Regions from separate parts of the Mus musculus genome. Here region 2 is linked to region 1. A link is a contact called in public capture Hi-C data. All regions are on one chromosome and are shown on one strand. The core of a region is the stretch at or near the end of the contact, and the rest is flanking DNA. Distances in the headings are between cores, read along the strand shown. Region 1 has its middle 5.5 kb from the start of Gm35189. Region 2 has its middle 160 kb from the start of Gm24070.

Evidence for each region. Capture Hi-C pulls out chosen DNA fragments and counts their contacts.
Region 2: a contact with region 1 is called in a capture Hi-C map of embryonic stem cells, with 4 times the contacts expected there. The contact joins two enhancer-like sites. A contact is called at or near these places in 2 of 115 datasets of contacts at active chromatin or transcription factors (embryonic stem cells and large pre-B cells) and 1 of 9 other capture datasets (embryonic stem cells).

The regions. Positions count from the first base shown.
Region 1 is chr12:77,059,123-77,062,110 of GRCm38.p6, forward strand. No RefSeq gene overlaps it. Among named protein-coding and RNA genes, the nearest start is that of Gm35189, 5.5 kb to the left of the region's middle. Within about 2 kb of position 1,484, at least 189 of the 459 cell types and tissues checked have an H3K27ac peak or open chromatin away from gene starts, as enhancers often do. A contact at or near this core is called in embryonic stem cells, where this site is marked.
Region 2 is chr12:77,968,776-77,971,763 of GRCm38.p6, forward strand. No RefSeq gene overlaps it. Among named protein-coding and RNA genes, the nearest start is that of Gm24070, 160 kb to the left of the region's middle. Within about 2 kb of position 1,421, at least 41 of the 459 cell types and tissues checked have an H3K27ac peak or open chromatin away from gene starts, as enhancers often do. A contact at or near this core is called in embryonic stem cells, where this site is marked.

The DNA.
Region 1 (2,988 bases), core at 234-2,733:
GTAACATAGGTATGGAGAGAGTTAAGAATTAGAAGTCTGAATCCAAACTACCTACAAACCCAAGGTCCTGGAGCAAACCGTTTCTCAGCTCTTAGCTTAAACTTCATTTCTAATGTGAGGTTCAAATGAAATGAAACCTATGGTTGATTTGGATGCTATAGGGGATACACCACAGCTTCCCACCACCCTTCTCAAGGGAGGGCTTTCCTTAATAACTTCCAGGGCACAGGTCTCTTTCCTTGAAAGAGTTAGCGTATATGGGTATAAGACGTGAATGAAGTAGCATGGTGTAGTTTGCCTGGCCCAGGTTTGCCTGTTTGTTTGTGCAGGACAATAGGCTTGTGTGATGATAGAACTTAGGATCTGATAACTCCAGTTTTTACTTTACTTTTAGTTGCCCCAAGATTCAGTTTTCTGGTCTGTGAAATGAGGAGAATAAAGGGAGACTTTGGAGCGAGTTCAGAGGTACACACAATGTGTTGGTCGAAATGTCATGGTCAGAGTAAGGGGTCTTTATTATTACTCTTGATTTTAGAACAGAAAAACAAACAAACAAACAAACAAACAAACAAACATGCAACCCCACTCAAAGATGTAGAAAGAGAAAAATGGAACCCACTGCCTTTAGGATCCAAGAATAGACTTACTAGCAATCTTCATCTGCTCAATGCAGGGAAGGCAGGGAAGTCCCTTAGTCACAGTTCCTATCTACATTCAGATCACACATCTCACCAAAGAAAAAGATAAAGATGGTGGAAGCCATGGACTGTCATAACCGCATCAACATATCTACAGCAGTGGATGCATACAGAGACTGTACTTAACAAACAAAAGTGAATACTTCCGAATCTCAGAGCAAACAAAATCGGTGCATATTGGGGGTGTGGGGTGTGGGGTAATGTCCCCAGCTGGAGAAGAGTCCGGGTGGCTACTTAGACTCTGCTCAGCAGCCAGGCATGGACTTTGAAAGTAGCTGGTCAGGGGTAGAACTTCAGGCAAGGGGTGGAAAGAAACAGGGAGGGGTGGAGAGAAGGAAGCAAGGACTCCTTACACAGCAGCACGAGGCTGAGGAAGTGATTTCCCCTACCCCGCCCCGCCCAGGGGCTCATGGGAGGGAACCTACTGGTTCCCCAGACTCGTGAGAACTCATGCTTCGGAGGGTCTTATAAGTGCCTTTTGGAAACTCAGCATTTGTTAACTTGTCACCGCATAAAGGCAGGAGAGAAGCCTGACATTTTTCTGACGCCTGAAAGCGAAAGAAGAAAGGGTTCTTACTGTCAGGGCCACATCCTGAATGACAGGGGTCAGTGTGTGCAACCGATCCGTGTGGGCGCAGGCTTCTAATTATTTCCTGGATAACCTGTTATCTATTATCCATCAGGCGCCTTGCCAGAATATGCTAACGTCTCCAGAGTTCCTGCTCTGGAGTCTGAGGAACTTGTTTTCATTTTTAAAGGGGACGCAGGCGTTGAGTGACAGCAGCTGGGTATCACAGTAGAAGGGCTACCCTCTGTTGGGCTTGAGCTGATAGAGAGCAAAGGCTACTAAGGTGTGGGTGGGACGGGTGGGGTCAGAGTGGGGCGCCCGAGGGGGTGAGGGGGCCCAAGCCCCTGGTCAGAAACAAAACATTTTCTCCTCAGGACTCCTTCCCTCAGGCTTCTCTTGGAGACTTGGCTGTAATCAGAAATGTCTGGAAATTTTTTCTGAGAAAGTTGAGTTTTCTTAGGCTGTAGTCATTTGCTGGACAAACACGGAAGCTCTTCAAAGAACCTTCTTCTGGGAGACAGGGAAGGGAGGATCCACACCCAGGCGAGCTATCAACTATCAGTCACACCCTGGCCTATATTTGTACTAAAGCACAAAGAAAAGTCAGCCAGTGGGAGGGGACCACAAATATGGGACATTGTTCTGTTTTCTAAAGATAGCCCTTGTTCATTTATTTAAAATTTGGAAAGTCCAGGAAAAAAAAAAGACTAGAAGTTGATTTCTCAGAGGCCCATTGTCCTTGTTAACATTTTGGCTTAGGATGTACCCCCTTCCGCCATGTTAATTTATACCAACCCTTGAAAGCCAGGACTTTTAAGCTAAAAATATAATGCTTCCCTTTCATTCTTTGGAAGCGTGGGGAGGGCAACGTGTTGTTTAGCGCTGGAGTTTAAGGTCAGAGTTCTGGAACCCTCAGAAGGCCCATGTTGCCAGGCTAAAGGTGAGCCCTGCTTACTCCCCAGGGCCTGGGATGGCTAAAATCCAGGGCCTTTTGTTTCAAACAGAGCAAGGGGGTTAAAAGAGTATTCCAGTTATCAAAAGCCCACAGACATGGGGCCAGCTCTCCACGGAAGCTTCCAGAAAACTAGAGAAGGTGGAACAAAGTTATCGAAGGTTCAGAAATCGGTTGAAAAGGGACAGATGAGGTAATCAGATACTAGGTGGTTCCAGATTTCTGCCATGGAGCAAATTCCAGGCCAGAGCTCAGGCACAGAAAAGCAAGCCAAACTCCAAGCTCTTAGCGGAGCAGACAGGCCAGGAGAGGCCGGGTGGTGGGAATTGGCCTAGCAGAATGTAAGGGAGGCAGGAATTACACAACGCTGTCTCAAAGGTTTGACGGGAACATTCTGCTGAGCACCAGGCTGTATGGGCACGGGATCATAGGCAAGGCTCCAGGAGATGACAGAAAAAGCAGTTTTAGGGGCACTTACAACATTATACTTTTAAAAATTAGGTTCTGAATTTTAAAAGATTTTTACTTTGTATATTCGTTTTGCCTACATGCCTATATGTTTTGCCTACATACGCTTGTGTGTCTGCTGCCTGCAAAGGTCAGAGGAAGGTGTCAGGTCCCCTGCAACTGGAGTCACAGATGATTGTAAGTCAGTCATTGTGTGGATGCTAGGGGTTGTATCTGTGTCTTCTGCAAGAGCAGTCAGTGCCCTTAACTACTGAGCCATCTCTCCAGCCCTAAATAAGTTCCTTTGGACAGAAGAATAGAAA
Region 2 (2,988 bases), core at 171-2,670, 910 kb after region 1:
CCTCTCCAGGTGCTTACTGTTTGCTTCAGTCCCCAGTTCACAGTACTATGTTAATTCCATCTACCTACAAGCAACTTAAATTCAGGAACCAAGCACTGTTTATGTAGGAGCCTCTTCAATATCTAGCCCCGTGTTTTACATAGACAGGAACCCAGCCATTGTTGTTGAATAGAGCCATTGAAATATAGCATTTTAAAAGAATAATTCTGGATGATTAATCTGGCTGTGGCATGTGAGAGAGACGGAAAAGTACAAAGAATGGAAGCAGAGGAATCGCTTAAGTAGCTGTGATAATGTACTACTATGTGACAGCAAGGCCTAGACCATGGTGATGGCTGTGGGGATAGAAACAGAGTATGAAAGACATTTTAGAGACAAAATAAAGGCATAGTGGCAGTGACTGGATAGAGTGGCAGATGGGTGTGGCAGAAACAATAAGCTGATCACCACACAAATCCATGACTTCTAGAGGGTTCTCAACAAGTGACAATCCAGTTGGAGCCTCCCTACCCCAGGCTTACTCACACTTATCTGAACTACACAACTAACATTAGCCATTGAAATGCAAGAGGAAGTTACATATGCTACTTCTGAGTTGGTGTGGCTAAAAACAAATGGGTAGAAATATCCCTGTGACCCCCACAGTGACCTTTTACCAACTCAACCTGGAAAGAAAGAAAGAAAGTTAGGGCCCCAAGAGAGGAAGATGCCTATGTCCCAGAGTGGCTGCCCAGTCGAGAACACTGACAGGCTCTGGGTCAGACCTAACTTGCGTTGAGTCACTGAAACTTTCATGTTTGCTTGTTAGTGCAGCAACTGCTACCTTACTAACAATAAACAGAAAGGGACAGGGACAGTTGTGGATGCTCTTTGGTGGCACTGTCTTAATATAATGAGAGATTTCAGTAGCAGGATCATTTAAGAGGGAAGTTATCAACACCTAACTGAATAACATCCTCACTCGAGGAAATGACATAAACTTGGGATGAGAAGACTTAACTCTGTATTCAGCAGCTCTCCTTAAAAACTAATCCATCTTGTGCTGAAAGATGATTTGGTGCTCCAGAGTGTGTACTGCACTTGCAGAGAACTCAGGTTTGGTTCCTGGCAACCATAACTGGAGGCTCACAAATACTTATTCTAAGGGACCATGATTTTCCGAAGAGTGAGAGATACCCTGGACTCAAATAGTGTGTAAAAGCAAAGAGTGTTTTATGCTGCAGAAATCCAGCATGCTGGGGTCTCCCAATTACCAAGATAAAGAGATAACCAAGTGAGCTCCCAGGCCACATTTACAGCACATTAGTGGAATTCCCGGATAGGTGACCTTCATCCTGCTCCATCTCTAGGGACTTTCCAGAACAGTTACCAGGCACTGGGGGGCTGGAAACTGTTGCTAAGGAAGTCTGGAAACTGCTGCTGACTCATTGTCCTTGCCTCAGGCAACTTGCAGAGCAACTTCTAAGGCCTGGACTTTGCCTGGACTTGCCCAGTTCTTATAAACAGAGATTTAGGCCTTGTCTCCTGAACTGCCAATTTGAAGCCTGTCATGAAATCAACCTAGCCTTTTCTTTATAACCCTAGCTCCAAGGGATCTGACACCCTCTTCTGGCCTCTGTGGGCACTAAACTCACATGCTCAAACCCACATCCCCAGCTTCCCTTTGCCTCAGCCTTTGCTCTCAATTTCCTTATCTGCTGGACAATATGCAGAGAAAAGTCTTGTAAGCAATAAATAGGTATTCTGATGTAAAACATTATTATAACCTTAGCATCCACTGTTAAAACTGTAGGAGGCCATATTGATCTCTTCAATGAGAAAACAATAAATCTTAATAACAGTTACTAAAACTGAACCCTTCCTTACCTCATATAATTTTCATGATATAGATACTATTATTATCATTAATTTATAATGAAAAAAATCTGAAGCACAGATGGGTTATGCAATTTTCCCAAGATCATGTCACTAGTAAGTGGAAAAGTGGGGATCAAGCCTAGGCAGGCTGACCCCCAAATTTTTGCCCTTAACCACCACAGAAGGATGTCCTTTCAAGGCACATCTCCCTCCTCTTAGATGTGAAATCTCAGGTCGTGTCACACAGGTGGTTATGCACTAAATATAGAGTATAGTGACAGAGAAAGCAATTTTCTCCCCGGGAAAATTCTAGTTTCTCATAAAAGGCTGGTTCTGCAGAAAATCACTGAGCTGAGAATGCATAAATTACTAAGGAAACTGAACCAGATATTTGAGCAGAATTTATGTTGATAGAAGAAAAAAACAAAATGAGCCTTCCCCTTGCTGTATCTCTCAAATATGATGCTGAAGGGATAAGCATATGGATTTACTTCAGTATTTCCCAGTTCTCCCCCTGTGATTTTAAAACATATGAAGGTCATCAGGGAGATGGACATCAGTTCCTTGAACCCCTTCCAACGAAAGCACTAGTTTCAGGTGACAAAAAGTTTGCATCAAGGGGAACCTTCATCCCAGAAGCACATAGCATGTAAGCTGGGTGCTGTGAGATGCCAGGAGTGCCCACAACATACCCTTTCCTCCCAAGGCCCCAAGGAAAGTCTCACACCAGCAAAAAAAAATTGTCTGAAGACAATTGACATCAAGTGAACCTCCTTCTGGACAAATCCACCCATGCCCAGGATGGTCCTCTGGAATCCACCTGAAGCCTTAACATAAAGGAATAGGTTTTTATTCACATGTGCTTGAATCTAATCAGAGAAAATGTCATGCTATTTGTGGTGGTTCATGCCTCTTATCTGCCCTTGGGAGGTAGAAGTAATACTATCAGGAGCTCAAGACTCATCTCTGCCACCTAGCAAGTTTAAGGCCAGACTGGACTACATTAAACCCTGTCTCAAAAAAGTAAAGAGAACTTTTTATATCTGGACACCCTAGGGAATGTGGTTCTCCTTAAGTACCACCTTACTCATGCCTACTGATGCTGTTTGTGGTCATCTTCAGCCTCTTAGG